Linked DNA regions of Mus musculus: all the other regions are linked to region 2. A link is a contact called in public HiChIP or PLAC-seq data. All regions are on one chromosome and are shown on one strand. Each heading gives the region's core, a stretch centred on a gene start, on an enhancer-like site or on the middle of the called end of the contact. The rest is flanking DNA. Distances are from core to core; before and after follow the strand shown.

Evidence for each region. HiChIP or PLAC-seq counts read pairs in DNA pulled down with a chosen protein or histone mark.
Region 1: a contact with region 2 is called in an H3K27ac HiChIP or PLAC-seq map of embryonic stem cells, with 3 times the contacts expected there. The contact joins the promoter of Cttn here to the promoter of Cars in region 2. A contact is called at or near these places in 2 of 39 promoter capture datasets (embryonic stem cells and liver), 1 of 484 Hi-C or Micro-C datasets (uterus) and 2 of 115 datasets of contacts at active chromatin or transcription factors (both in embryonic stem cells).
Region 3: an H3K4me3 HiChIP or PLAC-seq map of bone marrow-derived macrophages shows a contact between it and region 2, with 3 times the contacts expected there. The contact joins the enhancer-like site here to the promoter of Cars in region 2. A contact is called at or near these places in 3 of 39 promoter capture datasets (liver, pre-B cells and stem cell-derived epiblast-like cells) and 3 of 115 datasets of contacts at active chromatin or transcription factors (astrocytes, bone marrow-derived macrophages and pro-B cells).

Annotation. Positions count from the first base shown.
Region 1 is chr7:144,468,159-144,472,601 of GRCm38.p6, reverse strand. Cttn (cortactin) reads left to right here and starts at 1,667. Exons shown (of 18, transcript NM_007803.5): 1 at 1,667-1,913.
Region 2 is chr7:143,597,543-143,601,780 of GRCm38.p6, reverse strand. Cars (cysteinyl-tRNA synthetase) reads left to right here and starts at 1,691. Exons shown (of 23, transcript NM_013742.5): 1 at 1,691-1,799. The coding sequence starts at 1,775. Gm15579 (a long non-coding RNA gene) reads right to left here and starts at 1,677. Exons shown (of 2, transcript XR_870064.3): 1 at 1,568-1,677; 2 at 923-1,158.
Region 3 is chr7:143,045,176-143,049,823 of GRCm38.p6, reverse strand. All of the region lies in intron 1 of R74862 (expressed sequence R74862), which reads left to right. Among named protein-coding and RNA genes, the nearest start is that of Cd81, 5.2 kb to the left of the region's middle. Within about 2 kb of position 3,358, at least 18 of the 459 cell types and tissues checked have an H3K27ac peak or open chromatin away from gene starts, as enhancers often do. A contact at or near this core is called in bone marrow-derived macrophages, where this site is marked.

The DNA of each region.
Region 1 (4,443 bases), core at 418-2,917, 870 kb before region 2:
TCACAGGGACTCAGGCACACACCACTGTCCCTGGTTCAAGAATAGAGCTTGGCTTTTCAGCTTGGGTACGTGGAACTTAGCTTAAGTGACTGACCCCACTTGTTGGGCACGGTTTAGGTACTTAGTATAAAATGATGCCTGTAGTTTTTATTTAACAAAACACTTGAGACCATGGTTTTACTAAAACAACAAGAACAACAACAACTACCCTATGCTAGGAGATGGCTGGGTGTTTGCTCTGCAGGCATGAGGGACTGAGTGTGATCCTCAGAACCAATGAGAGGATGGTGGGTGGAGTGGTGCACATTTGCAATCCCCTCAGCAGAGAAGCAAAGACAGGAGGATCTCTGGGGCCTGCTGACCAGCCAGCTTAGCCTAGTGGATGAACTGCAGGCCAGAGAGATCCTGTCTCAAGCAGTGAGTGGCCTTCCTGAGGAAGATGCCAGAATGTGTCCTTGGACCTCTGTATGTGTGCTCATGCAGTTGAATGCACACTTACATGTGAATTGTGCACACACACATGGGAACATTCTCCTCTGACACCTGACATCTCTTTTTCCTTCCTGATCTATTCATAAATTTTGACAGTTTAGCCTTTTGTTTTCTGCCTTGTGGTGCTAAGGTTGGTACCAGGGCCCTGTACATACTAGACAGGCACTCTACCACTGAATTACATCCCTAACCTCCCTCTTTCATCTCCTTTCTCCTCCTCCTCCTTCTGGAGAGGGGGGCAGGAGAGACAGAATCCCTCACTTGGCTGATCAGGACCAGACTGGCCTCTAAGTGATCCACTTGGCCGCTGCCTTATTAGCTAGCTTTGTTATACAGTCCAGGACACCTGTCTAGGGATGGACCACAGTGGGTTGGCCCTCCTGTATCAAGACAATCATGCCCACAGAATAACCTAAATAAGACAAGTACACATTTGAGATTTTTTTAAAAAAAAATGTGATTCTAGGCTGTTTCAAGTTGACAGTTAATGTCAACTAGGACAGATAGATGAGTGGATGGATAGATAAGTAGATGGATGGTTGACACATGGGTGTATAGGTGACATGTTGGTTAGTTTTTGTCAACTTGACACTAGAGTAATCTTGGAAGAGGAAACCTCAGTTGATGAATTGCCATCAGACTGGCCTGTAGGCTAGTCTGTGGGGGCATTTTCTTGGTTACTGATTGATTCAGAAGGGCCCAACCCACCGTTGTGGGTTGCCACCCTTACACTGGTAGACCTGGGATGTGAAAGAAAGGCTGAGCAAGCCAGTATGCAGCACTCCTTCATAGTCTCTGTTTCAGTTCCTGCCCTGCCTGAGTTCCTGTTCTAACTTCCTTCCCTCAGTGATGGACTATAATTTATGAGCCAAATAAGCAGTTTTCTCCCCAAGCTGTATTTGATCAGTTCTTTTTGTTTTGTTTTGTTTTGTTTGTTTTTCGAGACAGGGTTCAGTTTTTTGATCACAATAGGAAGCAGATAGATGGAAGAATGGATGAACAGATGTATGGCTAGATGAGTGGGTGTATGGGTAGATGGGCAGAAGGACAGATTGGTGGATTGGTGGGTAGAAGATTGACAGGGGAGTGAATGATGCTGTGTAGATCCATGCGTGGGTAGAGAGTTGCAGGGTGGATACATGGTTGGAAGCTGGGTTGAGGGTGAATGTGTGTTGGACAGGGCTTGACGGGTGTTTCTAAATCGGATCTCCGCAGCTGACTGGCGGCCGAGCTGCCTATGAGTCCTGGAACTGTGTATCCTGCTTTCTTGATCAGCTAACAGGAATACGGGGCGGGGACGGCCTGGAATAGGGCGGGATCTTGCGTGGCCCCGGATGCGGCCCCGCCTCCGCGGAACCGGAAGTGAGCGGGCACAGGGAGCGGCGGGGCGCGGCGGGAGCCTGGTGGACCCTGCTGGTGCGGTGAGCGGGGGATGGGCGTCCTAGAGAGCTGCTGGGGGACAGGAAGGGTGTGGGATGATGAGTTGTCAGGGTGCCGGGCCTGGACGGGAGGTTGGGGTACAGGGTCTGGACTGGGCCCAGGTGATCCGAGTGCGGGGCAGGGTCGGGGCCCAGGGGTGCAGGGCCAGGATCTGTTGGTCGAGGCCTCGGAGTGTAGGGCTGGGACCCCTGAGTCAGGATTCCAGGCCAAAACCCGGTGTTCGCGGTGTGGGGCCGGGATTGTGACTTGGGGTGTGTGGCTGGGGTCGGGCGTCGGGACCCGGGCTGCAGGGCTAGGATCGGGGGTTGGAGTGCAGTGCTAGGAGGGGGAACCGGGGTGCAGAGTCAAGGCCAAGGGTTCGCGGTGTGGGTCCGAAATCGGGGGGTTGGGGTTGTGGTGTGGCGCTGGGATTCGGGATTCGGGGTGTAGGGCCAGGATTGGAGGCTCAAAGTCCCGGGTCGCAGGGTCTGGATGGGGACGTCGGAGCCCCGGGTATTGGGCAAGGATCGGAGGTTTCGGACACCAATGCTGAGCCGTTCATCCCGTCATTTGTGGAGTAGCTAGGGGTGCACAGCCGGTCTGGCTCTGAGGGGGCGGGCCCTAGGACACAGGCCCTAGGAATTTTGGACATAAAGAAAGGGGTGGGGTTTCAGAGCAGGAACCCAGGATGAAGTGCTAAGTCGGTTTGGGGTGTTCTAGGTCAGAGTGCATAATTATGGGTCTGTGGTAGTCAGAGTACCAGAACCTGGGAAAAGAATGTAGACCTGAGGCCTGGGAGATGCTGGTGGGGGTAAGGGGACTTTGCTTCTAGAATCTAGTGGAATGATGAGGGCCTGGGGGAAGCTGGTGGGCCTGGGGAGCCTGGGGTTCCAGAACCCAGTGGAATTATGAGGGTCCAAGGACCTGTAGGAAGTTGGTAAGGCTGAGCAGCCGGGTTCCAGCATTGGTCTCTAGTCCTCAGGACTGGGCTGAGAGGCCAACATCTGAGGAAAGGCCTGGGCACCTGAGGGAAATTTGCAATGGGGTCAATGGAAATCCAAGCGCCTAGCTTGCTTCCTGGAGCTAAGGAGCCTGGAATCCAGCCGCCCCTCCTCCTGGGTGTGTGCCCAGTCACTGCAGAGGTGTTTGGGCCTGGTATGTTCCTTTGTTTCCTCTTGGTCCGTGTGAGGGATGGGGACTTGTGGCCAGGGAGAAGGAATTCCCTGTTGTGCCCAGTGAAGCAAGCAGAGGCTTTAGCCCTTCCTAGTGGTTTGCCCTGGCTGCACTGCCTGGGCCTTGCCAGTAAGTAGCCCAAGCTCCAGTAAGTCCTCACCACCCAGTAGACCCTCACAGTCAGAACTTACAGCCCACCCCCCACCCCCCTCCCCCAGCGTCCACCAGGGGTCAGGCCTCTGCTGGCTCACCCAGAGTGAGTCACCAGTTCAGGCCCTGAGTCAACACTGCTTCTCTGTTTGACTGAGAAGGTTGTCACCAGAAGTTTGAAGGAGGGAGAAGCAGCTTTTGTGGGAGCTTCAGATGTAGAAGAGTGCAGAGGTGGGGTTGAAGAACTGATTGTGGTACTAGGTCTCCAGAGCACCCTGGGCCTTGCTAGACAGCTTCTCCACCCAACTTTAGCCCTGGCCCTAGAGCTGACCTTTAATTGAGGGCTTATGACAGTTATGCCTTTAACACCTTGTAAAATGCCAGGGAATTTAATTGGCCCTTCAGACTTTGACCTGTTAGTCGGGAAGGCACCTGGCATAACTCCGCACCGTCCTGAGCATCCTTACCTCCTTGTGCCCCTGGTCTTTGTCCTGGGCATGGTCGTGTCTGCCTACCAGCTTGTCTCTTAATGGAGTCCTGGGCAGGCTAGCCTACTCCGTCTGTGCACTGGCCTCCATAGGCATGGGGTGGGGGTTGCCCTTTCCATAACAACTCCTGACCCAGCCACCTTTGCTCCGCTGCGCTATAGGTATCAGGTTCAGGGCCTCAAGATGGTGGATTCCTCCATCCTGTGACTAGGTCCTCTCTGACTGAGCTTCGTGCTGGCTGTGTGGGGCTGAGTGGCTTTCTCTGTCCCCGTCTGATTTCTATCAGCTTTATTGATATTTCACCCTACACGTGATCACCCGATTGAAGGGTTCAGTGGTTATCGATGTATTCAGAGTTGTACAGCCATCACCACAAACAGTTTTGGCCTTCTCAGAGATCTACATAGAATGTGCATGCCCATGGTCCCAGTGGCTGGGAATGCTGAAGCAGAGGACCTTAAGACCAAGGAGTTCTGGCCAGCCTAGGAACAAACCTGGAGTCTGTCTGTCTGTATGTGTCTCTCTTTCTACTCCTCCCTCCCACTCCCTTTTTGGTGGTGGTTGGGATGCATTTGAGACGGATCTCTATAGCTTTGATTAACCGGAAACTCACTACGTACACCAGCATGCCCCCTACACTTGCAGCCATCCTCCTGCCTCCTGAGTGTTGGGATTATAGGCTGTGGGCACACACTATCAAGCTGGGCCGCTCTGCTCTGTC
Region 2 (4,238 bases), core at 442-2,941:
ATACAGTATTTTTGAGAAAGTTGTGAAGTTAGCAATATATGCTCTGATCACTTTAATATGTTTAATACTTTATGTATGTATATAATGGGTTTGTATATGCTTGGCCCAGGGAGTTGCACTATTAGGAGTGCCTTGTTAGAATAGGTGTGTCACCGTGGGTTTGGGCTTTAACACCCTCATTCTAGCTGCCTGGAAGCCAGTCTTCTAGCGGCCTTCAGCTGAAGAGGTCTAACTCTCACCTCCTGCCTTGATGATAATGTACTGAACCACTGAACCTGTAAACCAACCCCAATTAAATGTTGTCCTTATAAGAGTTGCCTTGGTCATGGTGTCTCTTCACAGCAGTAAGACCCTAACTAAGACCTATGTGATACATTATTTCTCTGCTGCCCATGAAATGAACCAATTCAAGCCTGATTAGAGTACATATAGGCAGGTTTATTAGGAAGCTGCTCTCAGGCGAAAGTTCACTGGCCCCAAGGACTGAGGCCAAGGAAGTCACCATGGTGGGGGAGGAGAGAGAAAGAGAAAGGGTGTGAACATAGAGAAGACAGGAGGAGCGATGAGGAAGACCAAAACATCTGGTTTATATAGGGAAGAGCCTCTGGGGGAAGGGCAGTCCAGCCCCTGGGCTGGAAAGTTCAGGGTTACAGCAAGGGTATGCCAGGTAGGGACTGAGGGATGCTGAGAGAACCTGGAGGCCAGGTTTGCTTTGAAATATAAAATTTGCACCTCAGTCCCTTGTCCCAAGGGTACATAACCAAACAATACATATTACCAAGTATCAATTATTTTTTAATTAATTATTTATTTATGTTGAGACAGAGTCTCTTATGGAGCCATGGCTGACTTGGAACTCACTGAGAACTGCCTGCTTCTCCCTCCTGAGTTTCCAGGAATTAAGACCATGGTTGCCAGAATATATATATACCAGAATATATAATTGTATTTATTTATTTCCCTGCACACACACACAACACATGTCTTTTTCACCACAGGCATGCAAAGCCCACAAGGATCAAAAGAGGGTTAGGATCCCATGGAACTGAAGTTACAACCGGTTGTGAGCAGTTGTGAGTGCTAGAAATCAAACCGGTGTCCTCCAGAAGAGCAGCCGTGCTCTTGACCACCGAACCATCTTCCAACCTCAAAACGGAGCTTTTAAAAAAAAAAAAAAATTGTGAGACAGGGTCTCGCTATATACCTGGCTATGTTTCTAAAATAATACTTTCCATTTCTTCTCATAAACCTCCCTCTGATGGTGTGTCTTGGGAGGCGACATCAGGAATTAAGGAACACACAGGAAATAAAAGGATTCAGGAGAGAGTGTAACAGGAACCACCTGTTTCCAGGCTTGTGTGGCCTTTTGGAGAGTGTCTCAGAAAAAGGCGTCTTCCTCGCCCCTCTCCTCCAGTCGCTGAGTCCCTTGCCCCACCCTTTCCCTTGCATCTCTTTAATCTCTACTCGTTTTGCCCCGCCCCTCTACCCAGCTCCTCGCCCCTCCCACTCCCCCATTTCGTCCCGCCCCTCCCAGCCCTCTTCAGCAGCCCGGGTTTGCGCTTCTCACTGTCTTAGCCCTTTGGTGTCTATTAAGTTCCGCGCCAGCGTAAACCATAGTATTCTCCCATCATGCCCCACGTCGGCGTCAGTTTGCAGTTGCCTAGCTACTGGACATGCCCGGAAGACGACTGGTGGGGCGGGACTTCCGGCGCCGCGGTTGCATCAGATTCTGGAAGGCGTCTGTGGCGGCGGCCGCGGGTCTTGATTCCCAGTGATGGCAGGTTCCTCCGCGGAGCAGGGTGAGGTTTGCGGGATGACTGTGGAGCTCTGGGTACAAGCATGGCCCGAGTAGGCAGTACCGGGCTGGGGCTGTGTGGGCAGCATGGTCCAAGGAGGCAGTGCCCAGGCCAGTGCTGTGGCGACAGCGGTGGAACGAGTGGGTAATGCCAAGCGAGCCAGGGGTTGGGGGCAGCAAGACCCAGGGACTCAGTGCTCAGGTCGGGTCTGTGGGGACAACCATGGACTAAGTGGGCAGTGCCCAGACCAGTGATCCGAAGATAGTAAAGGCTTAAATGGGCAGTGGCAGGCAAAGGCTGTTCGGCAGAGGATCCCTGGGCGGGAAGTGACCAGCCAGGGCTCTAGAGTGGAGGCTATTGGGTTGGGCAGTGGCTAGGTCAGGGCTCTAGGAACAGTGCATGCCCAGGTGGGCAGTGACAAGCTAGAGATCTGGATTAGGCAGTGACTGGAGTGGGCAGAGATGGATCCTCAGGTGAGTAGTATCCAGTCCAGGGCTCTGGGATAAAACGTTCTCCGGTAAGCCTGTGGGGACAGCCGTGGCCCAAGTGGGCAGTGCAAAACCAAAGCTCTGGGGATGGCCAGCGTCTCAATGGACAGTGGCAGGCCAGGACCTGGGGGTGGCTGCCATGACTCCCTGAAGCTAGAGTACTCCTTGGTGGGACCTGACTCCTGTCTTGTAAGTGCCTCCCTTCCTCAGCTTCAATTTTTTGATTGGGTTAAGGCTAAAGTTTCCTTGGATACTCAGCAATAGGAGAGATGGTCCTGTTTCAAATAGCCTGACTCTAGTTGGTACCTGGATGAGACCTCACCACTCCCCCTCCTGCCCTGGCTGGACTTTGGGGGTAAGGCAAAGGCCCAAAGATTGTTTTGGTCTTCTGCCCAAGCAGGTGGGCGGAAGGGCACATGAGGTTGGTACTTAGGGAAGTAGGGCAGAGGAAGCAGGGACTCCGTGTACGCATACATGAAAGAGCTTGGGGATTTATGAAGGCTTTAATCTCCAGTGTGGTCAGCAGTCACCACAGAGACCTGTCCAGTCAGAGCATCACTGTCAGAGCATCATTGGCAATCTACTTTATTGCCAATTGGGAGATTCCCTCAGAAAGCAGTCACTTACGTCACCCCAGGGTAGACCTGGGCCTTGGCAGATCGCTGAAGAGCAGTGTCTTTTCTCATCTTTTTAGCAAGTGGGTTCTAGAAAGAGCAAAGGCCTTGGCCCATATCCTGGAAGGTGAGAAGCAAGCCTTCAAAGGCAGAATGCTTAGTGTAGGTTTTAGTCTCTGTGATGAAGCCAGAAATTAGATGTGAGCTCTGACTTCTCAGTTACCTGTCTCCAAGATCTCTCAGGCATCCTGTGGTGCTCTGTGGTTACTGTGGCCTTGCTGGATTCTGATCACCTGAGTACCCAGATGACAAGACTGCTTAGCATGTGCCTAGTGACAGTGGTACCTACCTTTGTATTCTAGCATTCCACTCAACTGGCATGCCTAGTTTCTATCTGCTTCACCCACAGCAGCTTTTGTAAGTCCACCTAGACTACTATAACACAGAAGCATGGCCAGCAGCTCCACCCTGAGCTGCCCAACAGGTCTAGGATCACAACTATGCCCATACTCACATTACAGGAAATGGGTCCTGCCACTGAGGGTGGTGTAGTCATAGGAAGAACTTGGAACAGTGCCAGGTGTGTAAGGACCAGGTCTGTCAAGAATGGGACTCTGCGACTCCATCCATCCATCCATCCATCAATCCATCCAATTAGACAGGGTTTCATATAGCCCAGGCTGGAATTCCCGATCCTTCTGTCTCCTATAGGGATGGCAGGTATCACAACACCATGTCTAGCTTCCTCTTTGGCTTTTAAGTAAAAGTGTATACATGATGTGCAGATCTCAGGGGAGATCACAAGTCCTGAGGGAAGATGATCCAGGAGTCAGAACTTCCATGAAAATCCAGGAATGGGTGTGTGGTGGCATGTGCCTGTCACTCAGTAATTTTAGTGCTCCAGAGGCAGAGGTAAGGGGATCTCTAAGAATTCAAGGCCAGCCTGTTTTACATAGTAAGTTCGAGGCCAGTCATAGATAATAGATACATAGTGAAACTTTGTCTCAAACAAATTAACAAAAAAACGAAAGAAAAAAGCAACTCAGAGAAGGTAGCCACTTTTAACAAATCCAACAAAGCTATGTGTGGCTACACATCAGTAATTCTTACACTCTGGGAGATGAGGCAGGAGGATTACCAGTTTGAGACCAGCCTGGACTACATGGGATCCTGTTTTAAACAATATAAAACCACTCAGGAACTGGAAAGCCACAGTACAGAGATGGCCTTTAGTTGCAACTTGAGGGCACTGGGGTGATTGCTTTTCCCTTCCTGTTTCCTCAGAAGATGGCCGAAGCTCTGAATGACGTGGGACACAATGTCACCCAGAGTATGGGATC
Region 3 (4,648 bases), core at 2,109-4,608, 550 kb after region 2:
ACAGCTGTGTATTGAAAGAGCTCAGCATCCAAAAACGGCCAAGCAATGCCAGACAAAACTCTTGTGAGCATCTCTAGAGTCACAGGAAATGCTGTCCTCTATTCTCCAAGCCCCACAACTCTCCTGATAAAATACTTCATTCAGCAGCAATAGAAGGGGCTCTGTCCTCCAGACCTGAGGACGAACTGAAGATCCATAAAAGTCTCGAGCCTGTTCTTCTCAAGGAAGACTGAAGGCTCCTCACCCACCAAGGTCAGAGACGTAACAAAGTGAAGCAAACAAGGCAGTCTTGGCATTTCTCCCCAGGGTTCTAGGAAGGATGATCCAGCAAGATGGAAAGGTGCCATGCAGGACAGGGTGCTGGCAAATGTTTAAAATCTCCTGTGGGACATACCTACAGGCATTCACACTAAGTGTGAGTGACACCATCCCATAAACTTGGGTTGTAAACTGAATAAAAATCAGAAAGTGAGATGAACATCAGTGTTTATCTCTGCTTCCTGATTGTGGGCGTTAAGTGACAAGCTGCATCACACTGCTGTAGCCACACCTTCCCTGTCATTATGAACTATACCCTTGAACTGTGAGCCTCAACAAATCTGTTCTTCTTTATGTCACTTTGTCAGGTATTTTTGGCACAGAAACAAGACAAGACATTGAACAGTTGCCTGAGTTAACGTGTTTAACAACGTGGCAGATATAAAATCAATATGAAAAAGACAAATATTTCTATAGACTAGTAGTAAATAATCCAAAATGGAGTCTAAATGATGATCTCATTTAGAATAGCAGCAGAAAGAACGAAACATCAAGGGATAAAGTCACTAAAGATGTGTGAGACTTGCAGACTTGGAAGAAACCAAGTATCTAACTATATTTGAGAGGATCTGACTTTCACAAATCAAAGACAAAATTATCATTCAGGTCATAACACTTCAGAAGTTGTCTGGCCTTTTTTTTTTCTGATTCTAAATTCAAGGTTATTTTCTTTTTAATTAAAAAACATTATTTGTTTATTTTCTCTCTCTCTCTCTCTCTCTCTCTCTCTCTCCCTCCCTCCCTCTCTCTCTCTCTCTCTCTCTCTCTGTGTGTGTGTGTGTGTGTGTGTGTGTGTGCACATGTACACGTACATGCTATAGCATGTGGCATGTGTGTGGAGGTCAGAGGACAGCTAGATTCTCTGCTTCCACCATGTGGGTGCTAGGGATTGACCTTAAGGAATCAAGCTTGGCGTCAAGCTCCTTTACCCACTGAACTATCTTGCAAGACCTGACCCTAAATTCACAGGGAAAGGTAAAGGACTAAGGATAGCCAAAACAATTTTGGAAAAGAACAAAGATGGAGGGCTTATACTTCTTGATTCACAGTACAAAGCTAGAGTAGTCAGGAGAGTATTGTTCTAAAGTCTAGTATGGTAAAATATGGCTGTACTCCCAGCATGCAAAGGGTGAAGGCAGGAGAGTTGGGAGTTCAAAGCCAGCCTTGACTATATGAGACATTGTCTTCAAAAGGGGAGGTGGGGGAGACAGAGGGATAGCATAAGGATAGCTATTTTAGTCGGCTTTCTACTACTGTGATAAATACCAGAACCAAAAGCAATTTAGGGTGTGTTTTGGTTAGGGTTGCTATTGCTGTGATGAAACCCTATGACCGAAGCAACTTAGGGAGGAAGGTGCTTATTTGGCTTATACTTCCAGATAACTGTGAATCACCAAATGAGGTTGGGACAGGAATCAAAACAGGGCAGGAGCCTGGAGGCCCTGCTGATGCAGAGGCCATGGAGGGTGCTGTTCTCTGGCTTGTTCCTCATAGCTTGCTCAGCCTGCCTTCTTATAGAAACCCAGGGCTGGCATCACCCACATTTGGCTGAGCCCTCCCCCATCAGTCACTAATTAAGAAAATGCCTCATAGGCTTGCCTATCTTATGGAAACCTAATCTTATGGAGGCATTTTCTTTTCTTTTTTTTTCTTTTTCTTTTATTTTAAAATTGAGGTTCCCCTCTCTCAGATGACTTCAGCTTATGTCAGTTGACATAAAACTGTCCAGCACACAGAGGAAAGAGTTTATTTGGCTTATGCATGCCAGCCATAGTCCATCATTGTGGAAAGCCAAGGCAGGAACGGAAGCAGAGGCTATGGAGGGATGCTGCTTACTGACTTGCTCCTCAAAGCTTCCTTAATTTGCTATTTTATGTAGCCCAGGACCACTCACTCTGGGGTGGCACCAACCACTATCTGAGCCCTCCCATATCCATAATTAAAAAAGAAAATGTTCCAAAGACCTGCCTACAGGCCAATAGGTTCCCTCTTCCCAGGTGACTCTACCTTGTGTCAGGTTGACAAAAAGCAAAACTACCAACAACAAACAAAACAAAAAACTAACACAATAACAACAGAGATCAATGGAATAAATAGAATTGAAATTCTAGGAATAGATCTTTCATTTTAAATGAGAGGACAAGACAGTTCAATGGGGGGAAGGAATGGTCTTTTTAAACATGGTTCTAGTATTGCTATCCTTGTACACAGAAAAACGAAGACAAATCTATCCAGTGTAATACCTGCCAACATTATGATGAAAATGAGACCTAGGGGATAGAGCCATGACTCAATGACTAAGAGCACTGGCTGTTCTTCAAGGGGACCTGGATTCATTTCCCAGCACTCACATGGCAGCTCACAACCACCTGTAACTCCAGTTCCAGGAGATCTGAAGCTCTCATATGGCTTCCATTGGCACTGGTGTGCAGACATGTATGCAGACAAAACACCTATATACATAAAATAGTTAAAAATTAATTAGGCAAAAATAAATCTTAAAGAATGAGCCCTAGATCTGAAGGTAAGAGCTAAACCTTTAGCTGGGCATGGTGACACACACCTTCAGTCCAGCACTTGGGAGGCAGAGGCAGGCAGAGCTCTTGAGTTTGAAGCCAGCATTGTCCACAGAGCAAGTTTCAGGACATCCAAGATGAATTTTTTACAAAACAAAGAAAGGAAGGAAGGAAGGAAGGATGGATGGATAGATGCATGCATTGGTGATCTTGCCTTAAAATAGCAATTTCCTATCTATGATACCAAGCACACAAGTGCATGGACTTGGACCCAGGTTGCATGAAAGAAGAGAGGGAGATGACTGAGCGCCAGCATTCATCTGTGTGCTAACTGTGAACGTGATGTGACCCGCTGCCTCATCTCCCTGCTGCCTCGCCTTGTCTGCAGGAGCCTCAATCAGGAGCCAAAATAACTTCCTGAAGTTAGTTTTGACAACTATTTTGTCACGATGAGAAAGCTAACTCAATATTTGTACTGAAACAGGAAGTCCCAACATTGTATTGGCAGGAGATTGGCTCTGTTTGTTGAGAAAAGGGGAATTGAAAGACGTATTTGTAAATATGTCATGCTATCAGAACACAGCCAAGCACCAGCCTAAAGGATGCCTCTTAATGGGCTGCCTCGGAGGAATGAATATCCCTGCCCCTCTCTTTGGTTATCAGTCTGTTGAGACAATGGGCCCAAATAAATTAGATTTTCCCCAGAAATCTGGGGCAGCGGGGGTGGGGGGGGCGGGGGGAGAAAAGGTGTAAGTGCTGCAACAACTGGGAGAGGATTTTGTCTCCTGAAGAAAGATTTACAACTTGTCCAAGGACACTGTAGGAAAGACTTGGGAGCTGAAATAACCGTGGGCCAAGGAGCCATACTTTGATCAGGGCTGCACAGTTATGCATACCTGACCTCTCGACCTTAAGCTCATGTCAGCGTCTAGAAGATGGACTTGGGGCAGAGGATTGCTGGATCCCACTATCCTTCTTCCCAATGTAGCCATGGTGGATAAATCGCTCCCTTTCTGTTTATTAATTTGTCTCCTTTTGAAAAGGTGTATTTCCATTCCATTTATGTATAAATGTGTCTGTGTGAGTGTATGCTCTCTGTCTGTCTGTTTCTGTGCTTCTGTCTCTCTCTGTCTCTGTCTCTCTCTGTTTCTGTCTCTCTGTCTGTGTGTGTGTGTGTGTGTGTGTGTGTGTGTGTGTGTGTGTGTGTGTGTGGTGTGGATGTGTGGGTGCCTATAGAGACCCGTAAGGGGTGTAGAAGCCACTGGAGTTGGAATTGCAAGTTGTTGTGAGCTGTCTGACATGGGTCCTCTACAAAAGCAGCCGCTCTCTTGACCACTGAGCCATCTCTCTTGCGCCTTGACTTGGCATTTTTAACGAGTTTAAGGATGAGCAGCCCAATCTGGCTTGTTGGGACTCAGGCAGTGACTCTAAATCCAGTAATATCTCTATGCATGCAAGTACCCAGATACCCAAAGTGTTTCACTTCTCTACTTGAAGAGTAAATAGAGACCAAAATATGAGCTGAACTTGCAATAACCACGGTTCCCACACTCTCTGTAATTCTGTATGTGTGTGATATACTTTCATGAAAATACTCATTTCTAAAAGATACCTGTGACAACAAATAGCCATCTTTGCACTGTCATGAGAGGAAAGTCTTATCGTCATAAAACTTCTAAATTTCCCCAAAGGAATCTGATTTTGTCTTGAGGTGGGGTTGATAATCAAGACATTTGGCTCAAGGATTTACCCATATGTTGAAACATGTGTATGTTCAACCAAGAGCAATGAAAACACATCCATACAAGAACAGA